2 separate regions of the Danio rerio genome follow, and region 1 is linked to region 2. A link is a contact called in public Hi-C data. All regions are on one chromosome and are shown on one strand. Each heading gives the region's core, a stretch centred on a gene start, on an enhancer-like site or on the middle of the called end of the contact. The rest is flanking DNA. Distances are from core to core; before and after follow the strand shown. Region 1 has its middle 12 kb from the start of hspb9. Region 2 has its middle 88 kb from the start of hspb9.

Region 1 (3,945 bases), core at 489-2,988, 76 kb before region 2:
ATTATTATTATTATTATTTCAACTCCCGGTCCGCAGTAAAATTGTCAAGCGTTGACCGATCCACAGTTAGAAAAAGGTTGGGGACCACTGCCCTACACTGTTCATTTTACAAAAAAAACAGCAGTCAAACATATGTCGAATACATTTTTGTCGTTTCACAAAATGTAGACTGAAGTACATATTTCCAATGAGCTTTTGTTGCATATACAACAACTGCGGTATACAACCAAACCAATCTAGACTCAAAGCCATATTTTTGATGAAACTCGTTTGTGAAATGCAACCGACAGTTCTTATGAAAGGTTTTTGAGCCTCTATGGAGATTTTGAGACTCAAAAGCTCATATTATTGTCACTGATAGTGTGAACTTAGGCCTAGGCACTTGAGGTTTATACTTCTGCATTGAGCAAATGCTGTAGCATAGTCCACAGGTTTTCATGTTCAGTGTTGAGTTTGATGCCATTTTAAGTTTAGACTCATGGAACTGATAACGACGGAAACTGAAGAGATTGTGCTGCAGTTGAAGTTGTAAAACATATACTTTTAGGGAAATTACTAATTTCAATATTGTATTATGTACAATATTGTGTGCATATTAATGATTAATGAATTATAGAACAAAAAAAGGATGCTTTTTAGAGTCTAAATGACACATCCTTTTGATTTTCTCCACACAAAAAAAGTCTTTCATTTAAAATTTGTTTACCAGTTTTCAAGAACAATAGGAAGTTGGGAAAGGTATTGATTTTTGGTCATTCATGCACACACACACAAACACACACACACACACACACACACACACACACACACACACACACACACACACACACACACATATTATGTTTCTGATTTGTATGGATTTTCTACACTGTAAAAAATGCTTGGTTCCACACAATCAATTTGTGTTGGGACAACATGAAGGAATTAAGTTAACTTTTTCAAGAGTTCACTCTTAGATATTGCATGATAATAATAGCAGGTTTGGCATGCTGTCCCGGGAATGAACCCTGAGGTTGGAGATCATTGAGCCCAGGGCTCCTGCCTGGTCAATGAGCATGTTAAGGGCTACGAAATCAGGTAGTTCTTGAGAGTTCCCCCTGGTTAAGGATGAAAGGGGGAGATGGGGTGGATGGGGGTTTCTGCAAAAAAAGAAGATATGGGAGTAATGCTAGTAGTCAGGCTATTTATAGTGAGTTTGGACTGATCCTATTGGCTTACTAATGATTACGGATGAGAGACCAGCCACAATCAATCATATCACATGCTTCTCTTGAAATTAGTTTGTGAAACATTAGTGAATTGTTCATAAAACATTCAAGTTGTCCCCAAAAACTCAAGAATTTTATTATAATAACAAAATAAGTAGTTTAAAGAAGCAGCAAACTAATTTCTGAATGTATAGACAAATTTTTACATTGACTAAACAAAATTTACTGCCACCGAACCCAGCTTTACCCCTAACCTAAAAAACCTGTTTGTATTTTTACACGTTACACTTTTTCCCCTTGTGGGAACTGAAGGGCGGCCCCCAACTTGTCAAAAATCTTAGGTTTTACTATCCTTGTCCATCCCCACAGTGTAGCATAAACAAGTACATGCACACACACACACACACACACACATGCAGAGTAACATCTGGTCTGGTGGCTGTAGAATCAGGGCCATTAGCTGAGCGGTGTCCAATAAATGAACAGTTGCTCAGATCTTAAGATTTGAAGAATTCCTTTGCTGACCTGAGAACAGCTGCTGTCTAGAACAGATCCTGTACGGCTTTCATTGTGCGCAGCAGTCCAGACACACCCCTCAATCCTCAAACAATTGTGTCCATGTAAATCTGCAAGAGAGTCAGGAGAGCAAAAAAAGAAAAGACGGCAAGGGACGGACAGAGGAGAAAGGCAGTTCTCCAAGTCCAGAAATCAAACAGGAGAGTGAAAAGTGCTTTTTACGGTCATTAGTTGTGAGGAAGCTATTTTAAAAGCTTGCAAAGCTAAAAGTTACTCATTATTTCAAGAAGTAAAACTACAGTGTCCTTACTACTGTACCTAGAGTTACTTAAAGGGGATCAGTTTTATTATAGAGATTTATATTGGTTAATTGTTTTAATTGCTTAGAAAATGAGAAAAAATAGAAGAAAAAAATGAGAAAATGTAATAATAATTTAAAATCATATTTATATAAAAAAGGGGCAGCGCAGTGGCTAAGTGGGTGGTGCTGTCACCTCACAGCAAGAAGGTTGCTGGTTCAAGCCTTGGCTGGTTCAAGCCTTGGCATTTCTGTGTGGAGTTTGTATGTTCTCCCCGTGTTGGCGAGGGTTTCTTCCGGGTGCTCCGGTTTCCCCCACAGTCTAAAGACATGCGGTATTGGTGAACTGGGTAATTGTCCGTATTGTATGTGTGTAAATGAGAGTGCATGTAAATGGGTGAGTGAATGGGTGTTTCCCAGTGATGGGTTGCAGCTGGAAGGGCATCCGCTGCATAAAACATATGCTGGATAAGTTGGTGGTTCATTCCGCTGTGGTGACTCCAGCTTAATAAAGGGACTAAGCCGAAAAGTAAATTAATGAATGAATGAATTCATATAAAAATATAGTAAATAATTTAATTGGTGATCCTATCAGATGTTTCATTAAGGTAGATGATGCCTTTAAAATAAAGAACAAATATAAATATATATACTGTACATATAAAATTAAATAAAAAATAATTTATGAGATATAAAATAAAATAATGATAAAAAAATTATATAAAATAATTCAAATAAAGAAATAAGCAAAAATACCGTACATACCTTACATATCATAAAATAGGGCTAATAATTATAACATTCTAAAATACACACATTTTTAAATATGTGTACACGATTTTTGTAAATTAGAAAGTATTTAACTGTAATATGAACTGTATTTTACAGTAGGACAGTAATTCAGTATGTTACTGTATTTTAAAGTTACATTGTGAAAATTACAGTATATTTTACAGTAAAGATATTCATACAATCTTAAGATAGTAAGATAAATAGTGCTGTACATGTAGATACAGTATTCTTGCTGTAATTTATTTACAGTAACTTACTGGCAAACTGCTGCCACTATGTTACTGTAGATTTTGCAGGAAATTGTGAATGAACATTTTACTTATTTTTGTGCGTGAGTGTTAAAATGGACTTTACATACAATTGCGCCATTACGTTACTACACTGTAAAACCCAATAAGTTAAGGTAACTCAAACTATTAGTGGAAACCGACTGCAACAAACCATTTAAGTTCAAAAACTAATCCTAATAAGTAGTGTGAACTTAATCCATTTGAGTAAATGAAGCAATTTGAGCACAGTAAACCCCAAAAAATGAAGAAAACTCAAACCAACTGAGAACTGTAAAACCAAATAAGTTAAGGCAACCCAACCATTTGAGTTAAAAAAAATAATCTATATAGGTACTGTGAACTTGCGTCATTTAAGTTGAAGTACTGAGGTATTTAATTAACTCATTACCTTCAACACTGAGTTCAAAACTCTTTGCAAATGAGTAGAATTAACTTTCCAGTAAATTTTGGGTGAACTACACTCATTCCAATTGATGAAGTTGACTTTTGGCTTTTTGCTAACATCTAACTGACAAATGAATTGTTACATGATTATTTTGAAGTGATTATTGAAAAGCGAGCCTGTTTAAATTCATATCACATCCTCAAATCTTGTCAAAGTTCAGAAGTGTATTGATGCCAACAATTTCTCATGACCTCGAGTACTGAGTGACATGCTCATCAAAGACTGAAACTGCAATGCCTGCCACTTCCTGTCTCAGTACCAACATCCTGTATATTCATGACCCTGAGTTACCACACCTAAGTGGGTGGCACATTAACGTTTGTAATGCGCTCTCACTCTGACTTTTGTAATATGCTCTCATGTTCTTGTGTTGATGCTTATCTTCAAAGCGAGTGT
Region 2 (3,381 bases), core at 349-2,848:
GTCTTAATACTTTCCACAACTGCAGGTCAACACATCTTTTGGTAAAATCTATATCTACAGTGGTATATACTGGCTCTGTAGGCTCTTTTTAGCAACACTGACTCAGCCAATACTGTGAGAATGGGGCAGGCAATAATAATCATTTTTGTTAGTTACGATACATTAGATCTCCCCCCTTTAAATCTGTCACATTCAGAAATAGAGAGAGAGAGAGAGAGAGAGAGAGAGAGAGAGAGAGGGAAAGAGAGAGATTATTAGTGTTCCTGCATTAGCTAACTTTTCACAAATAATTTTGAGCATGTTTGCAAGTTGATTGATCTCCAGCAACTTCTAGTGAAGCATGTTGGTCTTCTTGCGATTACTCAGAGGAATGAAGGCTCCGACATCTGTCACTAATTTACTACTGTTACTATTAATTTTTGAGGGAAGTGCATTTATTTTGAACTGCGATCAAAACTGACTGGAACAACCTGTTTATTAAACAATTTTATTGCACATTTTCCAGCCAATCAAAATCAGTAATTTCAACAGACAATGAAATAATGTTATTATACAGCATGCACACACATATTATTGTTTTCAGCTGTTTGTTTACTCTGAAATACTAAAAAAATACTATATCTAACTGTATCTATGAAACTCTTTTTTTTTCCTTCCTATTGCATCTCTGATATATGTGTACATTAGAGACAGATAGATAGAACGATAGACAGATAGATAGAACGATATAGACAGATAGACAGATAGATAGAACGATATAGACAGATAGATAGATAGATAGATAGATAGATAGATAGATAGATAGATAGATAGATAGATAGATAGATAGATAGATAGATAGATAGATAGATAGATAGATAGATAGATAGATAGATAGACGGATAGGCAGACAGACAGACAGACAGACAGACAGACAGACAGACAGACAGACAGACAGACAGACAGACAGACAGACAGACAGACAGACAGACAGACAGACAGACAGACAGACAGATAGATAGATAGATAGATAGATAGATAGATAGATAGATAGATAGATAGATAGATAGATAGATAGATAGATAGATAGATAGATAGATAGATAGATAGATAGATAGATAGATAGAAAACCCTTTGGAAGCTTTCTTCTTTTCCCTTTTTAGTTCACTCTGTAGCCTCTAAAAATTACACCCTTTTTTTAGGTGAGCGAATAGTCTGGATGAAAGATCTCTTGACATTTAAGTTTCGGTGGTCGTTTTTCCATTAAGCTGTATGGATTGGTCCATTTTCTCCATCCAGTGTGTCGTTTAGTGAAGGACCCCATCTGCTTGGGGTTTTTAGATTGCTATTTTGGACAGGTGTTGCCATGAAGAATACACACAACCAAAAGTCACCCTGTTGAAATATACACATGCTTACTTGTATCGCCAGCCTTTTACACATCTGTTTATATCTCTTTTTATTTCAGTGTCCATATCCGTCTCTCTTTCTCTGTCTCCCTCTTTATCTTTCCTTCCCTCCCCCTCCCTTTCTTTTCTTATGCGTACAGAAATACACTGTTTTTCACCCTAAGACCTCTCTGTGTATCTCACTATAGTCGATTGTATGCAGAGTTCAGTGGTAGAGGTGCTTCATCTTGTGTCATCAGAGGGTGGTCCTATTTAGATAGTCCAGGTTGAGGGGGGATAAGGGTGACCTTTGGGCTTTACAGGGTCATCGTCCATTAGAAAGGGATGGGTGGATGCCACTAGTTGTCTTGCTTTGACAATTTGTCTCCTAGTATCGTTTTTTTTTTTAGACTGTCCTGTCTAATCCACTCCTCCAATAAACAAATAGGTGCTGCCTCTGTTTCTTACTCTTCTACTCCTCATGTTTCACTGTTGGCTTTCTTTTGTTCTTTATCCAGCTTTACTCTTTCAGCAGACAGCTAATAAATTCCAAAGTGTCTGGCAACCATTGGCACATTAGCTGTAAAAGATGCCGTTTCTGTCTGAGTTTTATCAGAAATTGTGCCAGTGCTACTGAAAAGACTGGGGTCAGTCAAGGAAACTTTGGTCTCATGACTTTGGTGCGTTCCAATCCGTTCTGCTCTGCGTCTTTGTCGCTGCATAGTTAATTCCTAGAAAGCAATTTCTGTTCAACAGCTCTGTCTTTGTGTAATCCGAAAAACACTACCGATGGGATTAAACGGCAACACTGACTAGAAAGCTGATTACCTTTGGGTAATAACTAAACCCAATCAACCAATCACAGGAATGACATCTACTGTATAAGATAATGAAGCTCACAAGGCTGTCAAGAACATTTTGACCTAAATGGCGAAAATAAAACTTGCAAAACAAAATCACAGCTTTTCAAACTTATTCACTTCCATTTTCAGTTGATTATGAGAAACAATTGCAGGGAGACCCAAAATTTGGCACAAATATGTATATTAGCTGCAGTTATTTCTTTTTGTTTATTTGTTTGTGAATCACCTTTTAAATGCATTATTAGATGAACCAATGTAATTCTGATTTGCATTATAGTATTTATTTATTGTTTATTTTAATTGTAAAGTATTTACTGTCAACTAGGGATATAACAATTCACCTCACATTTCGATACAATTCACGATACTAATCACAAGATTCAGAATTTATTTATGATTTTTTGACAAAAATAATTTCAAACTAATTTAAGGTGAAGAGCCCTTTCATTTTTTTTTTTTGCAATGCTTCACATATTTTGCAAAATAATGAATTTTCTGCCATAACCAAGTTGCTATTTTAAAAACCAACTAAAGAGCTAAATCTTAAACATTTTTAAATATTCAGTGAGAAAAATTATTAAAATATGCATAAACTAATTTGAAAAGGAGAGGCTTGAAATAATCGAATACTTGGTTCTGCAATAGAACAACTTTCCTTTTCAGTCTGAAATGCATCTTCACACATACTTTCATTATGAAAACACTGATGCACTGTGTGATCTCCGTAGCACTCGTCGGAGCAAGCGGAGCTGCAAATCATCCGGTTCTCATGGTTTGGCTTATTAGTAGTTGTTTGCATATAGACGTCTGTGACAGACATTTTTCACCGCGCTGACGGTTTATGTGCATCATATTTGTTGTTTTGCAGTGTAAGTAAATGTCTTTTTGCAGCATTATAAGGGATACCTCTACGTTTTCAATTGATTACATTAAATGACAGCGCTGTCATTTTAAAAATGCGCCCTTCTGAAGTGAAAGCATTCCATTGCTTTCCTAACCGTTTATTTAAGACAAAATTTGTTGTCTAAAAAAAAAACCCACCAAGATCAACATGTTTAGATATTATTATTATTATTAGTAGTAGTAGTAGTAGTAGTAGTAGCAGTAGTAGTAGTATTAATAGTATATGTCTGTTCAAACACGCATCCAAA

Evidence for each region. Hi-C and Micro-C count contacts between places; a contact is called where the count stands out from the background.
Region 1: a contact with region 2 is called in a Hi-C map of an unstated tissue, with 5 times the contacts expected there. The contact joins two enhancer-like sites. A contact is called at or near these places in 3 of 18 Hi-C or Micro-C datasets (embryo, hematopoietic stem cells and an unstated tissue).

The regions. Positions count from the first base shown.
Region 1 is chr3:32,096,029-32,099,973 of GRCz12tu, reverse strand. No RefSeq gene overlaps it. Among named protein-coding and RNA genes, the nearest start is that of hspb9, 12 kb to the left of the region's middle. Within about 2 kb of position 1,738, at least 7 of the 62 cell types and tissues checked have an H3K27ac peak or open chromatin away from gene starts, as enhancers often do.
Region 2 is chr3:32,020,583-32,023,963 of GRCz12tu, reverse strand. It overlaps a transcript of rarab not described here. Among named protein-coding and RNA genes, the nearest start is that of hspb9, 88 kb to the left of the region's middle. Within about 2 kb of position 1,598, at least 7 of the 62 cell types and tissues checked have an H3K27ac peak or open chromatin away from gene starts, as enhancers often do.